2 separate regions of the Sus scrofa genome follow, and region 1 is linked to region 2. Evidence: chromatin contacts called from public HiChIP or PLAC-seq data. All regions are on one chromosome and are shown on one strand. The core of a region is the stretch at or near the end of the contact, and the rest is flanking DNA. Distances in the headings are between cores, read along the strand shown.

The links. HiChIP or PLAC-seq counts read pairs in DNA pulled down with a chosen protein or histone mark.
Region 1: a contact with region 2 is called in an H3K27ac HiChIP or PLAC-seq map of alveolar macrophages. The contact joins the promoter of GTF3C6 here to the enhancer-like site in region 2. A contact is called at or near these places in 8 of 47 Hi-C or Micro-C datasets (embryonic fibroblasts, fetal heart ventricle, fetal liver and 3 more) and 2 of 2 datasets of contacts at active chromatin or transcription factors (alveolar macrophages and skeletal muscle).

What each region holds. Positions count from the first base shown.
Region 1 is chr1:76,894,166-76,899,565 of Sscrofa11.1, forward strand. GTF3C6 (general transcription factor 3C polypeptide 6) reads left to right here and starts at 2,596. Exons shown (of 6, transcript XM_003121346.4): 1 at 2,596-2,762; 2 at 3,055-3,135; 3 at 4,291-4,354; 4 at 4,458-4,502. The coding sequence starts at 2,649.
Region 2 is chr1:76,847,137-76,852,211 of Sscrofa11.1, forward strand. The region is part of intron 1 of AMD1 (S-adenosylmethionine decarboxylase proenzyme); the gene reads left to right. Among named protein-coding and RNA genes, the nearest start is that of AMD1, 10 kb to the left of the region's middle. Within about 2 kb of position 3,280, at least 7 of the 83 cell types and tissues checked have an H3K27ac peak or open chromatin away from gene starts, as enhancers often do. A contact at or near this core is called in alveolar macrophages, where this site is marked.

The sequences.
Region 1 (5,400 bases), core at 1,346-3,845, 46 kb after region 2:
AACACCACAGGCACAATGACGCAGGATCCTTAACCCACTGAGCGAGGCTGGGGATCGAACCCATATCCTCGTGGATTTTAGTCAGGTTTGTTAACCACTGAGCCAAGAAAGGAACTCCCAATATTTAACTAGCAAGAGGCTTCTTCCATAGCCATCTAGCTAGCATAGTGGTTCTCAAATGTGTTCCCCGGAACAAAAGCATCAATATCACCTGGGAATTTGTTAGAAATGCCTATTTTACATCCGGTCCTATACCAGACCTGCTGAATCAGAATCTCTGGCTGAGCAATCTAGGCTTTTGTTTGTTTGTTTTTTGTTTTGGCTGTGCCTACGACACGAAGAAGTTCCAGGCCAGGGATCGAACTCTTACCGCAGCAGTGACAATGCTAGATCCTTAACCTGCTGAGCCACCAGGGAACTCCCAATCGGGGCTTTAACAAGCTGTCCATTGTGAATCTCATGCAGTTGAAGTTTGAGGGTCGCTGGTCTAGCATTTAGTTTTTTGGGTTTTGTTTGTTTGTTTTTGTCTTTTTGCCTTTTCCAGGGCCGCTTCCTTCGGCTTATGGAGGTTCCCAGGCTAGGGGTCTAATTGGAGCTGTAGCCGCGGCCTGCCAGAGCCATAGCAACACGGGATCTGAGCCAAGTCTGCGACCTACACCACAGCTCACAGTAACACTGGGTCCTTAACCCACTCAGCAAGGCCAGGAATCCAACCCGCAACCTCATGGTTCCTAGATGGATTCGTTAACCACTGTGCCACGATGGGAACTCCGCATTTAGTTTAAAGCAGAGTAAGAGATGGATTTTAAAAAACAGAATTCAATGGACTATAAACAATTATTTAAGTGTAAAATGTTTTTAAGACAAAACGTTAATACTAAAGGTTCTTTTGCTAGACTTCTGCTACTAAGTGTATGTTTCATATAGGCACTTAATTTATAAAATGTGTTCTAAAGGAAAAAAAAGAGCAGAATAAACAATTTTTAATTCATTTGTCTCCTCCTTGTGGCGAGCTTTTGAATACTGAGCATGACACCCTATTTATGTTTCTCAGACACTGTATTTCTGATTTTTTAAAATAAGATTCCTCTTATTAACTACAATTAAAAATCAATTGGTCCTCCCACCAAATTGTATAGATTTTTCTCTATTAGCTCTAACAGTGGCTGTAGAAAACCATGTAATTTGTCTCTCCCATGGCTCTTTCTAATCTGACTTGGAAATCTTCCCCTATTTTGTTACTTATAATTTAGCAGCAGATCTTCATTACTTGGAACATTTTTCTGGAGTTCCCATCGTGGCTCAGTGATTAACGAATCTGACTAGGAAGCATGAGGTTGTGGGTTTGATCCCTGGCCTTGTTGCTGTGACCTGTGGTATAAGTCGAAGACCTTGCTGTGGCTCTGGCATAGGCCGGCAGCTACAACCCTGATTTGACCCCTAGCCTGGGAACCTCCACATGCCACAGGTGTGCCCTAGAAAAGACCAAAAAAAAAAAAAAAAAAAAAAAAAAAAGAACTCTTTTCTTTTTTTGGGCTGCCCAGCAGCATGTGGAAGTTCCTGGACCCGGGACTGAACTGCGCCTCAGCAGGAACCCCAGCTGCTGCAGAGACAAGAACCTTAACCCAATGTACCACAACAAGAATTCTTGGAAAATGTTTTTTAAAAGTCCTAATACCCTAAATTTTTGTATACTACCCCAATAATAGATTAAATGCACATTAAGTGTCTAATACTGGGCTAAATCTATTTTATTTGAATAATCTCATTTAATTCTCACAATAACCAAGTTGCTGCATGCCTTGCTGGTCATAATGCAGTAGAAATGGACAAACATCAGACCCTCAAAGCTCATGCTCTTTGGACAGACACCATCCTGTCTTAGATAAAGATTATTTGTTTATTTTTTATTTTTAGGGCCGCAACTATGGCATGTGGCATATGGGAAGTTCCGAGGCTAAGAAGTAAAGGGAAGCCCAGGTCGCCCAGGAGATACTGAGAACTACTGGCTCCAGGCACGACCAGTTCCTGACGGCGACCGACACACATTCCCGAGTCAACGACCACACTTGCTAAACTGTAACTGATAAAAATAACCTTGACAAAAAACAGGGCTTCTAAGCTCCCCTATATATTCTGAAAGCCCCAAGACCCTGGCGCAACAGTCTGGCCTCCAACCCGACTGCTGCCCCTCCTTGCTGATTAAAGGCAATCTGGTTCTGTTGAGACCGTCTCATTTTTTTTCTGTAACCACCTCTCTTTTCCTTACAGGAATTATCCTGAATTAGCTCACACGATATTTAGAATATTAATTAGCCTGAGTTAGCTCTCAGGATATTAAGAATTTCTTAGAAAACAGAAATAAATTTTAAAAAAAAAGAATTTCTTTCCAAGCACTGGAGGCTGCACCTGGTCCACGGTGCACCATGCCAGCATCTCCTTTATCCCCTGTGCCTCTCTACTGCTCTCATTCCATCTGGGCCAGGAGCCCGAGAGTTTCCAAGGACACGGGATCGGGACCGGCTCCTGCTCTTAGGAGAGAAAGAAGGGGCTCCACGTGGGCCTGGGAGCCGCCATCTCGCGTCCTGGCAGGGGCGGTGGGCGCGGCTGGAGCCGCAGCGGGGCGGGAGCTGCTGCCCGTACTCAAGATGGAGGCCCAGGCGGGCGGGGCCGGCGGCTGGGAGGCGGTGCAGAGGAGCGGCGGTATGGCGGCGGCCAAGGAACCGCGGAGAGGCGATGGGGACGAGGACGAAGAGGAGGCCGTGAGTGCAGCGGCAGCGGCCGCGTGGCTGAGAGTCCGGGCGCGGCCGGCGAAGGGGGGAGGGTCCCCGGGCGGGATCGTGACCCTGGGCTCGCGGCGCCCTGCGAGCGGCACGGCGGTTGGAAGGGAAAGAGGGAAGTTATCCTAGGTACCGTCGCCGGTTTCCTCTGGTTGAAAGCAGGACCTCGATTTCACAAAGGGGTGGTGGCGCTGGGGTCGTTTGGCTTCTCTTGTTAACCGCCTCTTCCTGCACCCTCGCGAGCTAGAGAGTTAACCTCTCTTTTTTCCACCAGGAGCAGTTGGTTCTGGTGGAATTATCAGGAATTATTGATTCAGACTTTCTCTCGAAAGTTGAACATAAATGCAAGATTTTGGTGAGTCTTGTAGAATTGGGGGGGGGGTGTAGATTTCCTTAAATTTAAAAGAATGAATGGTGAAGTATAACCACCCCTTAAGATTGATAGAATTCATTCCCCGAACAAAGGCAGTGAACAGTGAAGACAATCACAGAAGTACGGGCTTAGGGGTTACGGGGAGCAGATGGGAGAAGATAGACGCTGATTGCCTGGGTGTCTACATATGTGGCTGGAGAGAGTGAAAAATTTAGATGGGGGGGGCTTTTTTTTTTTTTTTTTTTTTTTTTTTTTTTTAACAGCAGCACCTGTGACATATGGACGTTCCTGGACTTGGGGATGAATTGGAGCTGCAGCTGCCGGCCTACATCACAGCCACATCAAATCCTTAACCCACTGAGTGGGGCCAGGGATCAAACCCACATCCTCATGGATGCTAGTCGGATTTGTTTCTGCTCTGCCACAATGGGAACTCCCTTCTTTTTATTTTTAGAAGAATTTATTGCAGTGTAGTTGATTTACAATGTTGTGTTAATTTCAGATATACAGCATCTTTTATCTTAAACTGAGAAATAACCAACATTTAACATTATACTAGTTTCAGCTGTACACTTTTTCAATATTTGTACATATTGTGAAATGATGACCACTATGTCTAGCTAACAGCCATTACAACACATAGTTACAATTTTTTTTTTTTTTCTTTTTTTCTTTTTCGGCCCTCACCTGAGGCATATGGAAGTTCCCAAGCTAGGAGCGGGAATTGGAGCTACAACTGCCAGCCTAAGCCACAGCCACAGCCACAGCAGTGTCAGATCCGGGCTGTATCTGTGACATATACACCACAGCTTATGGCAACACCAGAACCTTAACCTATTGAACAAGACCAGGGATGGAACCCACAGCCTCACAGATACTAGTTGTGTTTATTACTGCTGAGCCACAGCGCGAACTCCCCAAATTTTTTCTTTTTGTGAGAACTTGTTTACTGACTTTCAAATATAAAGTATAGTATTATTAACTACAGGCACCATGATGTTCTTAAAACATCCTAGGACTTATTTCACAGTTGGAAGTTCTTTTGAGCCCTTTTTCACCCTTTCACCTATCTCCGCCACCCCCAAATGCTTTTTCTAATGATTTTTTTTTTTTTTATGATCTTATTTTCTATTGTAGGGAATTAATACTGAGAGGCCCATTCTGCAGGTGGATGGCTATGTCTTTGCTGGGGAATATGAAGGTAGGAGGATGTCAGAGAGCTGAAACTCCTTTTTTTTCCCCTAATGCCTTTTGGAGAAAGTAGCTCTTATTTCTTAACAAGTTGCCTTAACATTTTTCTGCAGACACCCTTGGGACCTGTGTTATATTTGAAGAAAATGTTGAACATGGTAAGTGATTCCTGTACTGACTCAACTTTTTTTTTTTTGTCTTTTGTCCTTTTACGGCCGCACCCACAGCACATGGAGGTTACCAGGCTAGAGGTCTAATCGGAGCTGTAGCTGCTGGCCTACGCCAGAGCCACAGCAACTCAGGATCCGAGCCATGTCTGCAACCTATACCACAGCTCATGGCAAAGCCAGATCCTTAACCCACTGAGTGAGGCCAGGGATCAAACCCAAAACCTCTTCCTAGTCGGGTTTGTTAACCACTGAGCCATGATGGGAACTCCTCAACTCTTTTTGCTATGAAATATTTCAAACATACTTATGTATAATAGGTATTAAAGTTAGATGTCTTGGAGTTCCCATTGTGGCTCAGCGGTAATGAACCCAACAAGGCTTGGATCTGACATTGCTGTGGCATAAGCTGGCAGCTGCAGCTCTAATTCAACCCCTAGCCTAGGAGTTTCTGAATGCTGGGGGTGCAGCCCTAAAAAGGAAAAAATTAAATTAAAAAAAAATTAGATATCTCGTGTATCCATTGTCCAGCTGTATGAAATCCTGTCTTTTTATTAGGTAATTAAAAAACATTCCAGGAATTCCCTTCTTGACTCAGCAGTTAACAAACCCGACTAAGATCCATGAGGATGCAGGTTCGATCACTGGCCTCACCCAGTGGGTTAAGGATCCAGTATTGCTGTGAGCTGTGGTGTAGGTCACAGACTCAGCTTGGATATGGTGTGGCTATGGCTGTGGCATAGGCCAGCAGCTGTAGCTCCGATTCGACCCCTAGCCTGGGAACCTCCATATGTCTAGGGTGCCGCCTTAAAAAGGACAAAAACAAACAAACATTCCAGATACATTTGAGGCCCTTGTACACCCCTGTCCACACTTATTCCCTTCCTTC
Region 2 (5,075 bases), core at 2,030-4,529:
TGTTTCCATGTCTTGGCTATTGTGAATAGTGCTGCAGTGAACATAGGGGGTGCATGTGTCTTTTTCAAGGAAAGTTTTGTCCAGATATGTGCCCAAGAGTGGGACTGCTGGGTCATATGGTAGTTTTCTAAGGTACCTCCATACTGTTTTCCATAGTGGTACCAATTTACATGCCTACCAACAGTGCAGGAGGGTACCCTTTTCTTTTCTCCATACCCTCTCCAGTATTTGTTATGTGTGGACTTATTAATGTTGGCCATTCTGACTGGTGTGAGGTGGTATCTCATGGTAGTTTTGATTTGCATTTCTCTAATAATCAGGGATGTTGAGCATTTTTTCATGTGCTTGTTGGCCATCTGTATCCCTTCTTTGGAGAAATGTCTATTCAGGTCTTTTGCCCATTTTCGATTGGGTTGTTGGTTTCGGATTTTATTTTATTTTATTTGTCATTTTTTGTCTTTTTAGGGCCGCACTTGTAGCATGTGGAGGTTCCCAGGCTAGGGGTCTATTTGGAGCTACACTTGCCAGCCTATACCACAGCTCACAGCAATGCTGGATCCTTAACCAAACTGAGCGAGGCCAGGGATCAAACCCACACCCCCATGGTTCCTAGTCAGATTCATTTCTGCTGCACCAGGATGGGAACTCCTGGTTTTAAGAAAGTAAATCTTGTCTGGTATGGCTTCAGTTAAATAATACTAGTTAACAATATGTTGGAGAAAAGCAGTAGTCTAGACATCTAACTGAAGAAAGGACAGATGATCTAAAACGGACTTATTTCACACCGTATTTAAAATTGAAATGTGAAAGAAGGTATAATATATTAGGTTTAACTTGCAGTTTTCTCTGCTAAATGTTTCAAGTTTCAAATGATGTTGAATAGAAATAGGCCATTTTTGTCTACGTGCATAATGTCTTAGAGTTGCTGCACTAAAATTTTGGACCCAAACAAAAGCCTTTTTAATGAGAATGGCAGGTATGGGGAAACAGTCTGTAGAAAATAAGAAATTTTGGTAAGGAAAGATAGTCCGATCTTTCAGGACTCTAAAATTGTCTTTTCTTTTTGCTTTAGAATTCATCATAGGAGTTCCCCTCGTGGCTCAGTGGTTAACGAATCCGACTAGGAACCATGAGGTTGCAGGTTCCATCCCTGCCCTTGCTCAGTGGGTTAAGGATCCTGCGTTGCTGTGAGCTGTGGTATATATAGGTTGCAGACGCGGTTCGGATCCCTCGTTGCTGTGGCTCTGGCATAGGCTGGCGGCTACAGCTCCGATTCGACCCCTAGCCTGGGAACCTCCATATGCCGTGGGAGCGGCCCAAGAAAATGGCAAAAAAAAAAAAAGACTAAATAAATAAATAAATAAATGTTTAAAAAAAAAAAAGAATTCATCATAGACCTGAGCTATTCTTCGTAATGAGGTGGATTGATACAGGAAATTGTATTGTTGGAAGGTGAAGAGAATACATGGTAATTGTGGGAAGTTTAGAGGTGATTTTTTTTTTTTTTTTTTTTTAACACCTGTAAGGTTAATGTTGGAAAAGACATGTAGGACTAGTGGCATGTTCTGCTAGTCTTTTCTCTCCTTCACTCAAATTTTGAGAAGTACACATTGAAAGTAGCAATGACTAAAAGTTTGAGGCGGAGAACTTAGTACTGTGTTTGTAGTTAACAGTACAGTCTGGTTGATTCCTTTGAACAAAAGATGAAAGCTTATTTTTCTGGATATCTGAATTAACCACCATACAAAGGCATTCTCAGAATTTAACTCCTGGTCAGCCTAGACTTTGCTAAAGAATAATCTGATGTTTTAGGATGGGTTTGACACAGACTACTACTACCACGTTGAGTAAGGTTTTAAGGTCTGAATATAATGTTACTCTCCATTAAACACTAATTTCCTCTCTTCTCTTTGCCTAGCCCTTAGTGATCACCTTTCTTTGATTTTGACTACTTTAGCTGCTTTGTATGAGTGTATGGGTACCTCATATAAGTAAAAACCTACAGTGTTCATCCTTTTGTGGCTGGCTTATTTCACTAAGCATAAAATCCTTAGATTCATCCACATTGAAGTATGTGATAGAAAATCCTATCCTATACTTATATCCTATAAGGCCACATAATCCATCATATGTATACATTACATTGTCTATCCATTAATCCCTTGATGGACATTTGGGTTGCTTCCTTCTCTTGACAGTTGTAAATAACAATGAACATGGATGTACAAATATCTCTTCAGATCCTGTTTTGAATGATTTTGTGTATATACCCAGGAGTGGGATTGCTGCTTCCTGTGGTAATTTTTAAGGAATGTCCATACTGTTTGCCATACTGGCTGCGCCATTTTATATTTTTGCCAGTAGTACACTGTGTTAAAATTTCTCTACATTCTTGCCAACACTTGTTCTTTCTTTTTTTTCTTTCTTTCTTTTTTTTTTTTTTGTCTTTTGCGGGCCGTATCCACAGCATATGGAGGTTCCCAAGCTAGGGGTCTAATCAGAGCTGTAGCCGCTGGCCTACACTATAGCCACAGCAACGCGGGATCCAAGCTGCATCTTCAACCTACACCACAGGTCATGGCAACACCGGATGCTTAACCCAATGAGCGAGGCCAGGGATCGAACCCACAACCTCATGGTTCCTAGTCAGATTCGTTAACCACTGAGCCACGATGGGAACTCCGGCATTTTTTTTATGATTAGTGGTGTGTTGAGCATCTTTAATTTTTTTAGTTACAGTTGATTTACAGTGTTTTATCAATTTTGAGCTTCTGTTTACATGCTTGTTGGCCATTCATATATATATCTTTGGAGGAGAGCTGTCTATTTAAGTTCTTTGCCCACTATTTAATTAGGTTATATGTTTTTGTTTCTTATATGTTCTGGATGTTCCCTCTTATCAGATACATGTTGTCTTTTCACTCTGTTGAGTATTTTCCTGTGATACACAAGTTATTAAGTTTGGTGTAGTCTCATTTTCCTGTTTTTGTCTTTGTTGCCTGTGCTTATTGGGTAATATCCAAGAAAGCATTGCCAAATCCAATGTCCTAAAGCTTTCCCCTATGATTTCTTCAAGGAGTTTTATAGTTTCCCATCTTAATTTAAATCTTTAATCCATTTTGAGTTGTATGGTATAAGGTAAGGGTCCGGTTTCATGCTTATTAGACCACAGACTAAGAAAACTTTAAATAGGAGAATATTTTTTAAAGTGGCAGACCCGCCATATTCCAGCCTGGGCTTTGTGGAGCGTGATGGCAGTTTGTCCTAGTCAGGAGAAAGGAGGAGAATGAGGAAGTAAGTCGAGATTCAGAGAGGCTAAACAGAGCTCTTTTTACAGGACTGTTAAGACATGAAGTTCAGAACTGGGAAGTTCTAACTCTGAGAAAGGTTCAAAATAGAGTAAGCAGTGTTCTATATGCTCGTGGATAACATTGTATTGACTTCTTCAGTTCCATGTCTGTCCCATCTTTCCTGCTCCTTGATTTATTCTTTTTTGAGACAGCAGTTCTCTTCTCCTAAGGTTGTTTCTGTAATCACCTGGCTGATACAGACCATCCACCTATGTTTCTATTAGGTGAGGAAGAGTTTGGTTGCAGAATTTATAACAATGATGAATGAGTACAAGAGCATTCTCTTTTTCATCATGATGGAAACAGCATACACTATCGCTAAGACCCTGGACAGAATGCTTGGAGCAGCTCTGAAGACTCTGAAAATCAGTAAATGTTAGGTACATTGGAGAAGGAAGCCAGAACTCAAAATATTACTGAAATAGCCAGGAGTTTCTGTTTCTTGGTTTTTGTTGGTGTTTTTTTTGTCCCCTCTGGTGTCTCCTGAGGTGGACTCAAGCTGCCAGAAACCCAGAACTGCACACAAACAGAGCTCTAAGAGAGGTCTTCTTTTTCTGGTATGCAAGGAAGGAAAGGAAGTGGGCCCCTTTGGGTTAGAGAAAATGTGGAAAACCCCTTTCTTGTTTTTGTAGTGCTTTGCTTTTTTCATATTCTCCCTGCCACAGCTCAGGCAATCCTATAGTAACTTGTGCAGAGTGGAGAAACTTAAAGCCTTGGCTTTCTAGCCACAGTACCAAGAAATGGGTCCTCTTTACCCATCTCTCCACACCCCATTGAGCCAGAGGTTATCATGGAGATTATGGGAAAGGTGAAGAAAGTAATCCCTTAATAACTTATATGAACACTCCTTAGCTATTTGTATATGGATCTGATGCTAAACAGCATATGAAAGGCTTTGAAAACTGACAGATCACCTCCCAGACTGGCCACTGGATGGCACATAGCAGGAAAGATCTGAATATCATAGCAATGGCTTTCATAACTCTGAAATGGCTTTCATAACTTCTGTAACCTATAGAAGTTGTGTAAAAATGAGAAGACTGGAGTTCTCTGGTGGCTCAGCCAGTTGCAGATCCAGTGTTGTCATTGCTATGGGTCTGGTCACTGCTGTGGTGCGGGTTTAGTCCCTGGCCTGGGAACTTCTTTATACTGTGGGTACAGGAAAAGCAAAACAAAAAAACCCAATTAAAACGTGTACGCCAATGTTCATTGCAGCACTATATACAATAGCCAAGACATGGAAAAAACCTAAATGTCCATCGACAGGAGTGAATAAAGAAGATGTGGTACATACACACAATGCAGTATTACTCAGCCATTGAAAGAAAAGAACTAGCATTTGCAGCAACATGGATGAACCTAGAAATTATCATGCTAAGTGAAGTCAGACAGTGAGACACCAACATCAAATGCTGTCACTTACATGTGGAATCTAAAAAAAGGACACAATGAATTTCTTCGCAGAACAGATACTGACTCACAGACTTTGAAAAACTTATGGTTTCCAAATAAGACAGGTTGGGGGACAGGGGGATGCGCTGGGATTGTTGGATGGAAATCCTATAAAATTAGATTGTGATGATCATTGTACAACTACAAATGTAATAAATTCATTGAGTAATAAAAGAAAGGTTACAAAATTTGGTTATGATCATTGTACAACTATAAATGTAATTGAGTAATTTTAAAAATGCTATAAAAAACAATTAAAAAGAACTGCTGGAG